Linked DNA regions of Mus musculus: regions 2 and 3 are each linked to region 1. A link is a contact called in public promoter capture Hi-C data. All regions are on one chromosome and are shown on one strand. The core of a region is the stretch at or near the end of the contact, and the rest is flanking DNA. Distances in the headings are between cores, read along the strand shown.

Region 1 (3,250 bases), core at 445-2,944:
ATCCTTTGTAAAGACATTATCCTCTCCCCTGTTTCCTTTGACATTAGAAATCATTACATTCAAATGTGTAGGTTTTATGTGTTTGTAGTTTGTAACTTCACTTCGGCCTACTAGGGAGGTCTTTTAACACATTGCTGTTTCCAGTTTCTAGGAAACAAACAAACACACAAATAAAAAAAAAACACCCAAGTAAATGCTGAAATCAAACTATCCTTCAAGGGGTAAAATGTGGTAGTGCCCTAGCCGCCTCACAATAAAAGCCCTTCAGGAGTTCACATTAGGTCGAGGGAATAGCTGAGCCCAACCTTTCCAGGTTGTTGAGAGAACTCGCCTCTCCGTAGAGAAGAGCTCCCTTTACCTACTTCTTCAACATGTTTATAGAAGAATTTGAAAGTTCTCAGCTCACAGCCTAGGGCCGGGTCTCAGAAGGTAGTGGAAAAAAAGGGTGGGAGCAGAGAGAACTGTCCAGGTTCAAGGGAATACTTGACCAAGCTTTCATTTTTAAGTTTTAAACTTTTGTAAATGCAAATGTTAAGTTAGCAAGTTGAGGGCGTGCAAGATTTCTTGTGGCGTAAATGTTGAGTTCTGGGAAAGTCTTTCAGCATTCGGGGCTTTATGTAATTTATCCTCATCACATTTCCCACAGCTAAGAATCTACCCAGTGTTTCTGATTTCTGCACGCAGCTGGTAGGGAGAACCTCGGGCAGCTTCCCTCTGCAACCCTGTGAACTGACTGGAGCCGTGCATATGGGGGAGCTCCCAGCCCACAATATCAGTCCAAGCGAACCCTTGGACTACAACTCCCAGGGTGCCCCAGGAGCGTGGAAAAGGGCGGGCGATCAAGGAGAGGGTGGCAGGGAAATCCCGCCCCGCTGCGCAGCACCAACGACACAAAGCCCGACTTTACAACCTCCTAGAGAAAGTGGAAGTAAGCGGGCTTAGGTGGGGTAGTCAGACGACAGGGAACGCAAAGCCCCAAAGCCCCAACCCCAACTGCGAGGTGAAGACGGCTTAGGTGGGACCCAAGAGGGACGCCTGGAGGGGGCGGCTTTTGTAACTACTCCAGCCGCCCGCGCCGCGCCCGCCCGCCCGCGCCAGGGTCCCCTTAGTCCCCGGCTCGTCCCGAGTCGTCCCTCAGAGAGCGGCCACTCCCGGGCAGGAAGCGGGCACGCCTGGAAGCCTCGAGGCGGGCCGCACCGAGGCTCTCCTCAGCCAGAAGTGCTGGGCGGGCGAAAGCGCGGGGCCGAGGAAGGACTGCGAGCGAAGCGGCGCCAACGGACGAGTTAGGGCCGGGGTGAGGGAGACCGTGGCTCCTCACAGACCCCTGGGAGTCCTGCCAGGCGAGGCGCGGGGACGCCCGAGACGGGCGACCGCTGAAGCGGGCGAGTGGGGACTCGGCCGGGGGCTTAGCGGCAGGACGAGCGTGAGGCGCGGGGTGCCGAGGCGGGCGCTGACGGGGAGCCAGGCTGAGCAGCGGCCGGTCCGCCATCCCTCCCCCGCGCGCCGGGCTCGCTGCGAGGCGGGCTGCGGCGGGAGCGCGGGGCGGTGCTGGGGCCAGATAAGGGGAGCGACGGGGCCGCCGCCCCCGAGGCGGGCGGGCCGGGGCTGGGGGCGGGTCGCGGGGAGGGCGGGGCGGGGCGGGGCGGCGAGCGCGCGGGCGGGCGGGCGGTTGGGCGGCCGGGGGCGGGGGCGCGCAGAGGCGAGGAGGGCAGGCGGCAGGAGGGCAGGCGGCAGCGGGCTGGCGACAGGGCAGGCGAGCTAGCTGTCCGCTTTGCGCCGCGGGCCCACGCCGCAGTGTGTTTTGTGGACGGCGCCTTCCCAGACAGCCCAGCGGAGCCCAGCCTGGCACCCCGCAGCCTCGGACGCGATGTTCCGCCGGACCCTCAACCGTTTGGTGAGTACACTGGCCGCGGCTCCACGCGTACCCCGGTGGCCCGCTCGCTGGCCCCCCGCCGCTCCTTCGCAGTCTCTGGGCGAGGGGACGAGCGGGACGCGCCAGCCCCCTCCCCCGCCTCTGCGTTTTAGCGGAAACCCGGCGCCCCGGGTGGCCTGGGTGGGGAGGCAGGTGGGGCTCTCGGGCGTCCCACCCCTGCCCCGGGACATTTCAGCTGAGGTTCCCCGAGGCTCTGAGGAACTCTGCCTCCAGCCTGGGGAATCGCCTCGGAGTGACAGACGCGCGGAACTCGGGGCGGGGGGCTCCCCGGGGCGGGGGGCTCAGTTTCCCAATTAGTGGAAGATGGCGTTGAATTATCGGGGAGGAAGCTTTCTTTTGTTTCCTCTGCCACGAGCACGTGGAGGTAAACCTAGACCTGTCACTGTGGCCCAAAAGAAGAGCTAGGGGGCTGAGAGAAGCGGAGGCTAAACCAGGGCTCAGCCTCGCCCGGGCCATGGCCGATGACCAGAGACTGGGCAAACTTTGAGGACTCAGCCTCCAAGCTCACCTTGAGGGTGACAGAAAGAGCGAGGGCTGTGGGCACGATGGGCTGGGGCCAGCAGCGACGGCGGGAGCCTGTTCCAGCTTTACAGACCCTGGGGCTCAAGCCTCGCAGAGCAGCACCCTCTGCTCCAGGCTTGGAATCCACCCGGCAGCTGAACTCCTCCGACCACCTTCTCCACGCCTCTAAAGCCCCCCAGAAAAGGGAATTGTATTTCTGTGGGGAGTGTGGCACGGGATTGGGAGGGAGCGATTTCTGGCTGCTATTGACTTTTTGGATTAACCTGTTTACTCAGAGGGTATGTTAAGAACTGAGTAAAGTAGAGCAGTTTACTTAAAGGATGTTTGTAGCAACTCCCCTAATTTCCAGAAGAGGTGTCAGGGAATAGGATTTTATTTCTGCCACGGATATTAAAGAAAGCCATCATCCTAAAATTTTTATTTTTTTCCCTGTAGTTAAGGGGGAGAATGCAGAATGCTTCCCCATTCCGTCTTAGGATAGACTTAAGGACTTGACAATTTGGTAACTTTGTGGAGTCATTTCTAATTAAATCATTGCTGACATATTTTTCATAGGTCAGAACAATTTGCTGTCATTTCCCACCCCCCATATCTGAAACTTTCACAAATGTCCCCTGCTTAATCACACTTAAGGCATCCCCTTTTAGGATATCAGTATACTAATACTTTTTAGGTTTTGCCAGATGTCTGTTTCACTCAGAAACATGCAAAGGGAGGTGGAGGTAATTATTACCTGTGGCACTGAGCAGGAAACGGTGTGTACATGCAGGATCTCAAGAGCCATGGGCAGTGGAT
Region 2 (3,250 bases), core at 210-2,709, 3.9 Mb after region 1:
GTGGTTGCTTCGCAGGAATTTCCAATGAAACAGCAACTGTCGCTAAGGTAACTGAGAGCTGGGCTCAACCTGACTGAGCGTGCAGGGTCTGGGAGCTGCATAGGCTAAGCAGTTCCGAGCTAGTGGTGGCACAGGAGGGGCGGGGGCCAGAGCCTCGAATGCAAAGGAGCTGCTCTGGGAGGCCAGCGCTAGTGCAGCCCGGCATTTGGCAGGAAGAGGAGGGGAAGATGCGGTGAAGGAGAAACGGACCGGAGCGGGAGGAGGGAGAGGAAGCCCAGGCGGGGCGGGCCGAGGGATGGAAGGAGGGACCAGAGGAGGAGCTCGGGCGGCAGCAAAGCCCGCGCGGGGCTAAGAGAACATCGGGGCGGAGTCCCAGGCGAAGGGGCCGCAGCCTCACCATGGGCCTCGAGCCCTCCTTCCTCGGCCTCCTCCCCTCCCTCCTTTCCATCTCAGCAGCGCCCTCACCCTGCCTCTGGCTGCCTCATACAAAAGCAAAATGTCCGCCATCTTCGGAGGCGATTGCTGCAGCCGTGCTAGGAACTCGGCCCTCCAGTGCCTTCTCTACACCGGCTGCTCATCTCCGGGCCCCTCTCTGCGACCCCCGACCGCCGCCACCCGCCCTGCTCCTCCTGCCCTTCGGCGCTCCTCACTGCAGCCCGTCCCGCAGGGCGACGCAGGATCGCCACGGGTGGAGGCAAAAGGGATCAGCAGCCCCAGGCTAGTGGACGCGCACGCTCTTCCCGCCCACCGCTCCCCCGCTGGCCTGTTTACCTTGATGCAGTAGGGAGGCTCATCGTAGGTGACCAGCATGTACCTGTCTCCGCGGCTGGCTGGGTCCCGGGCGCGCAGCTGCGGGGCGAGGGATGACGGGGGGGTCGCGTAGGAAACGAGGGGAAGCGATACAAACGTTACAGAAGCACCTCAGTCCAACCCACCCATCCCACAGAAGCGACCCCTTCATCTCCTTTCCCCTCCTTTTACCTTCAAGAATAACTCCACAGCGCCTTTAGCAATGTCCAAATAGGAGGTGCCCAGGTCAGTGCGCTGGTTCATGGAGGCGGACGTATCTATGAGGAACAGCAGGATGGGCATCTTCCACTACACCCCTGGTTCTGGTCCCCACTCTCCCAGTCCCTTTTCCCTCAATGCCACGTATGGCTACCCAAATCCTGAACTCTCGCAGAGCCAGGGAGCAAGAGGAAAAGTGGGAAACGGGATGGGATAGATGGGACCGCTCCTGGCCTCTTTCTGCAGCCCCAACTCCTCTCCCTCCAAGGGAACTTGAAAGTGTGAGTGTGTCGGTCTCCGGGCCGTCTCTCTTCCCCTCTTCTGCCACCACTACTGCCCGCCGCCGCTGCCGCTGCCAGGACTACTGCCTAAGCATCCGTCCACGCTCACTAGAGCGCTCGCCCCAGACTGAGAGCCCTCTCTGTTCACTGACACAACTTCTGTCTGCTCACCTACCATCAGCACCATGTGACTAGAACACACGCCATTGGCTGCCAATTATGTTTAATTTACATATTCATTAGATGACTGGGTAAAGGGAGGGACTTGGGCCAAGCTTGAGGGTTGTAGTTTGGAACCCATGCTGGAGGTAAGGGGCGGGGGAGTAAAGGACCTTCTTCAAGCTCAGATTCTCCTTTAAAGGATTTAGAAGCCTTTAGGGTAATTTGTTTGGTCGTTTGGATGGATTTTCTTTCGTGCTTCAAAGATGGTAATTCGAAAGGAAAGGAGAATTGGGCAACAGTTGCATAGAAACAGATGTTTAGGCAGGCTTCACACAAAACATAACTACAATCAATCAATCCTGCCAGTGGCTAAGACCAAAACATTTCAGTAGCAGCAAACTTCTTTCCTAGCCAGACTTGCTCAAATTCCCTTAGATTAGTCCCTCTTCCTGATCAGTGTTTACATGTCGTTTTCTTGGTTGGTTCAGCTACTTAAAAAGGAAGCTGCCGCGGAAACGTTACCCTAAGCTGTCCTTTTGTAAGGACAGGCTCTCTCAGGCTTTGAAACATTGACCAGCCTGTGATACTTAAACTCCTGTGGGGACTGTGCGGCCTTTATCCATGGCTGATATCCTGCTTCAACTCAGGTTCATTGAACGTCCACAAAAGTGCTAGGCACCTGAAGTAGGCGTTCAATCATTGAAATATGTAGGGTCGATGGTACTGAAATTTAATTTTCAGTAGAGGGAAGTTGCCAATGCTGGCTCCATGTAAGTACTTGGTAACTGGTCAACTATACTTGGCTTTCCACTGCATATGACTCAATTTTTAAACTTGTATCTCAGGCTGGTCCTGAACTCCTCAGCATATCCTACAAGCGTGTGCTATGCCAACTACTGTGACATTATTTTTAATATAGAGTATGAGGTAGTGTTGCAGCATAGGAGTACGATGTTTGCCCAGCTCCTGTGAGGCGCTGAGTTTGAGTCTCCTACAACACTGATGATGGCGATAATGATGATAATGATACAGAGTATTTCTAGCAATGTGCTGTACACAAGTTAGACTCTTGAGCTTCAATGAGTATACAATTTTAATACAATGTGAAGATCACATATATATCTGCAAATGTTTTCTATATTGTTTGTAGATATCCTGTGTATATGTTCTACATGATTGATATATATTATGTTTTCTCAGAAATAAGACCAAAAATGGTGATGCAAGTAAAAACAGCGAGGCAGCACTTGCCTGTGGTCTAGAAGTTCAGAAGATTTCATGGGCAAAGAACAAGGTGTAAAAGAGGGAATCTGGCTTAGGAGGAATGGTGTGAACAAGAGTCCGCCAGAGACCACTCTATGTGTGATGAAGACCAGCTTACTGAAATATATAGAATGACTTGGGAATTAAAGATGGAAAGACATCAAACTTCCCCATTTCTGTCTTAAATATTAGTGGTGAAGGGGCTAGGAGCATTGGTCTTTGGATAGGAGTACTCACTGCTCTTGCAGAAGACACTGAGTTTGGTTCCTAGCACTCACTTAGAAGGCGTCAAACTTCCTGGAAATCCAGGTCCAGGGGATCCAATGCCTTCTGGCCTCTGTGGGTACTATGAACATGTGCACAAACCCACAGATAGACACACAAATGCATATAATTAAAAATAAAAATAAATCATTAAATATTACTGAAGAAAGATCGTATATGCATGGACTAAATAAAAGTTTATGACCAATGGGTACCTGTGTGGTAGTTTTTTGTATTGCTTTGTAGCAAATTATCACAAATTCAGCAGCTTA
Region 3 (3,250 bases), core at 336-2,835, 3.0 Mb after region 1:
GACCTTTCTGGTAAGACACACCTGTAATTCAGATCTTTTGATGTGGGAAGACTATCTGGGTCTTGAGGCAGGAAAACACACCTTTAATCCAGATCCTGAGTACTAAAACCACTTTTAATCTGTGCTATACTTTCCAAGTCCTAGATAAGGGCTTGGAATAAGAAAGCCTTTGCTTTTTGCCTGCTTGCTCTCACCTTGCTAGCAAGTGCATTCCTTCACTGGCATTAGAGCCTACTTTTTAGGGATTCTAGCATCTACTGAAGACCAGCCTCTACATCCAGCCTCGTGGACTGAGGAACTTCTGGGTTCATAGTCAGTCATTGTCGCATTACCTGGTCCACAGTCTGTAAGTCATTCTAATAAATCTTTCCACATATCTCATATATATTTGATTTTGAATTGAATTTTTGTTATGTATCAGAAACCTTTTATTATTGCCACTTTTACTACTATGCCCACATTCAATTCTATCACCCCATATGAGGAAATATGATCCATAGTATAAAAGGCTGGTATCTAAAATCGTTTTTCTTGGGAGGCAAAGACAGGGATCTCCAGCCTGGTCTGCAGAGCAAGTTGTAGGACAGCCAGACAGGAACAGAAAAAGAAAAAAGGAAAAAGGAAAGAAAAGAAATGAAAAGAAAATCCCCTCTAGGTTAAATTGTTATTTTTCTTTCACAAGCAGATAAAAATTTAGAATGCAGAACCTGGTCTGGTAGCTCATGCCTGTAATTCCAGCACTTGGAAATCTGAGGCAGGATCAGAGCTGTGAATTCCAAGACCACTCTCAGCCTGACTGGTACTGTCTCAAAACACAAAACAAATTAAGAATGCTCACTTAAAGTTCAAGCATGCTTGGTAGCATTTTTTTTTTTTTGTTTGGTTTGGTGTTTGAGACAGACTCTAACAAAGCCAGTCTGTGCTGAAACGCGTAACTGCCCTACTTCAGCGTCCCAAATACTGGGATGAAATGTGTGGGTAAGCACTCCCAACTATCGTCAGGGATTTTTGTTTGACAGTCTTAACCCCGAGGCACCTGACTCTGGTCTCACTTGCACAGAAATCAAGTAGGTACTCAGTAATCGTTCTATATGAATGATATTTTTGTAATGTCATCAAGTTCTGTTTTCACTTAACACTTACTTAACAGATTCTTCCAATGTATTACTTATTGCTCAAGAAAATTTAGCCAGTTATTGAGTATCAACGAAACTTCTTTGTTTCTTATTTCTATAACGTTGGCATTCTACCGTTTTTTCACATTGCTTTTGGAATTAGGATTTTCATGCAAAAGTAAAAGTTTTGCGCCTTGTTTGACCTAATAGGTTGCTCAATAAATTTACTTCTCTAGTCAATAAATCCCGTCCAGTGTTTTAGCATATTTAGCGAAGCTAAAAGGCGCCTTGGAGGAGAATGGATGGGGGCAGGGCAAACGGTTAAAATCCGGCACCGGCCAGAACTTTAAGAGACACAGGAAAGAGGCGGAGTGACTAGTGAATGACAAAGGGAACAGCCAATGAAGAATCTGGGAACCACTCCCTCCCCTCCCTTCGTGCTTCAAATTCTAAGCTTAATTTCCATCCGGGTTCTTCAGCCTCGTTCCCGGGTAGTATAAAGATTGCAGTCTCCTTTGTTCGCCCTCGTTGCGCAGTCGTCCTAGCGTCATTTCTGTTCCGTTCTGAAAATCGGTAGCTGTCACTGGTGCGGCGCTGCTCGGGAGGTCCGGTCGGCGAGCTCAGAGGAGCTTGAGACCGTCGCAGTCCCCTCGGGTAGGACTTTCCTTTCCTTGGCCTGTTTTCCATACAGACTTGTTAGAGCTGGATGTCATTTGTTTCCCGGGAGATAGTGGCGGCGGGCGCCATTTTAAGACACCCAAAGGTGTCAACCTATTTAAAGCAGAAGGGGTGGAAGCAGCACATTATGGGGTCAGTTATCTGAGTGCGTCTCCCGGAGGTTTGGCTGTCCCCTGTCGCGGGAGGGCGGAGGGCGCAGCTTTGTAGGTGGGGCGGGACGTGCTGGGACCGCGGGAGTAACACCAGAATAGCGTCCGTGCTAATGATAGGCTGGTGGACTTCTGAGGCTTCCTCTGGTCCTTGGCGGCAAGGAGAGGAAGCTTTCTGAGTTTTCGCTGCAACTGTCAATGCAAAAGTTAGTTCGTCCGGAGGCTGTTGGTGGTTCTGGGTTCGTTCCAAGTGTCGCCATTTTGTCTTTAACACGCGGTTTTTAATGAGTCTTAATTAGGTGTCAGGACTGGAAAAGAGTGTTAAGAGTGTGTGATTCTGAGTTCCGTTATCTTCGGACTCTGGCACTTTTTCTTTTCGATCGGATAACTAACAATCTTTCGTTGGGCTAGATGCAGCGACTTTGTCCTAAGGTAGAGATTTGTCCCTAAACTTAACTAGGGAATCTAAATGTGGAAAGGGCTTGCTCCTTACTTGGTGTGTCTGGCTGGTGACCTTGAATGAATAGGAAGTCTTTTATACCTTTGGCTTCGGGTTGGGGGCGGTGGGGCGGATAGCAAGTAGGTTGATAGGTAACGGAATGTTTTAAAGATAAGAGATCAAGACCATAGCCAGGTGTGGTGGCCCCCTTCTGTTAATTCCTGCACTCTAAGGTTGCAATCTTATATTAAAAGTAAAATACATTTAAAAGTAGCCTTTTTAAGTGTTGAGTAGCTCTTCATTGACTAAAAGCAGGGCAGATGAAGATGGTAAATTAGGCAGGCCCTTTTAACCCTGTTAATGAAAATTGCGCTGCACTGTTAGCCAAAGTATTTCAATTGATTTTCTACCACACTTGAGGTTTATTGGTATCTTTAGTTACTAAAGAATAAAGATTTTAACAAAACATGAGCCATAATTAAGCTGTTCAATAAACTTTGGGGACTTTCTACAGAGAGATAATAATACCATTTTTCAGCAGACCCCCATCGGTTAAGAGGAAAAATGGTTGAAGCAGATCGCCCAGGAAAGCTCTTTATTGGTGGGCTTAATACAGAGACGAATGAGAAAGCCCTTGAGGCAGTGTTTGGCAAATATGGACGAATAGTGGAAGGTGAGTTATCTAAAATCGTATGATATATTAATAAAATTAAAAGACAAGCTGTGATGAATTTGAATCCACTGATCTTCCGACATGATAAATGCATTGTCCTCTAAGAAGTTCTGAGCTTGCTTCTCGCAGATGTGCGCTGATTATCTTTGTTTGAATGAAACTAAACCCCACCCCCCCAACTGTTTCAGTTCTTTTG

What was found. Promoter capture Hi-C pulls out the DNA fragments that hold promoters and counts their contacts.
Region 2: a contact with region 1 is called in a promoter capture Hi-C map of pre-B cells. The contact joins the promoter of Ints6l here to the promoter of Atp11c in region 1. A contact is called at or near these places in 3 of 39 promoter capture datasets (cranial neural crest, erythroid cells and pre-B cells).
Region 3: a promoter capture Hi-C map of pre-B cells shows a contact between it and region 1, with 4 times the contacts expected there. The contact joins the promoter of Rbmx here to the promoter of Atp11c in region 1. A contact is called at or near these places in 5 of 39 promoter capture datasets (the C10 cell line, cranial neural crest, liver and 1 more) and 1 of 9 other capture datasets (liver).

Annotation. Positions count from the first base shown.
Region 1 is chrX:60,402,449-60,405,698 of GRCm38.p6, reverse strand. Atp11c (ATPase, class VI, type 11C) reads left to right here and starts at 1,694. Exons shown (of 30, transcript NM_001037863.2): 1 at 1,694-1,894. The coding sequence starts at 1,868.
Region 2 is chrX:56,453,048-56,456,297 of GRCm38.p6, reverse strand. It overlaps Ints6l (integrator complex subunit 6 like), which reads right to left and starts at 1,459. Exons shown (of 17, transcript NM_172779.4): 1 at 982-1,459; 2 at 772-849. The coding sequence starts at 1,092.
Region 3 is chrX:57,391,371-57,394,620 of GRCm38.p6, reverse strand. Rbmx (RNA binding motif protein, X chromosome) reads left to right here and starts at 1,585. Exons shown (of 9, transcript NM_011252.4): 1 at 1,585-1,769; 2 at 2,923-3,054; 3 at 3,243-3,250. The coding sequence starts at 2,946. Snord61 (small nucleolar RNA, C/D box 61) reads left to right here and starts at 3,112; the gene lies at 3,112-3,173.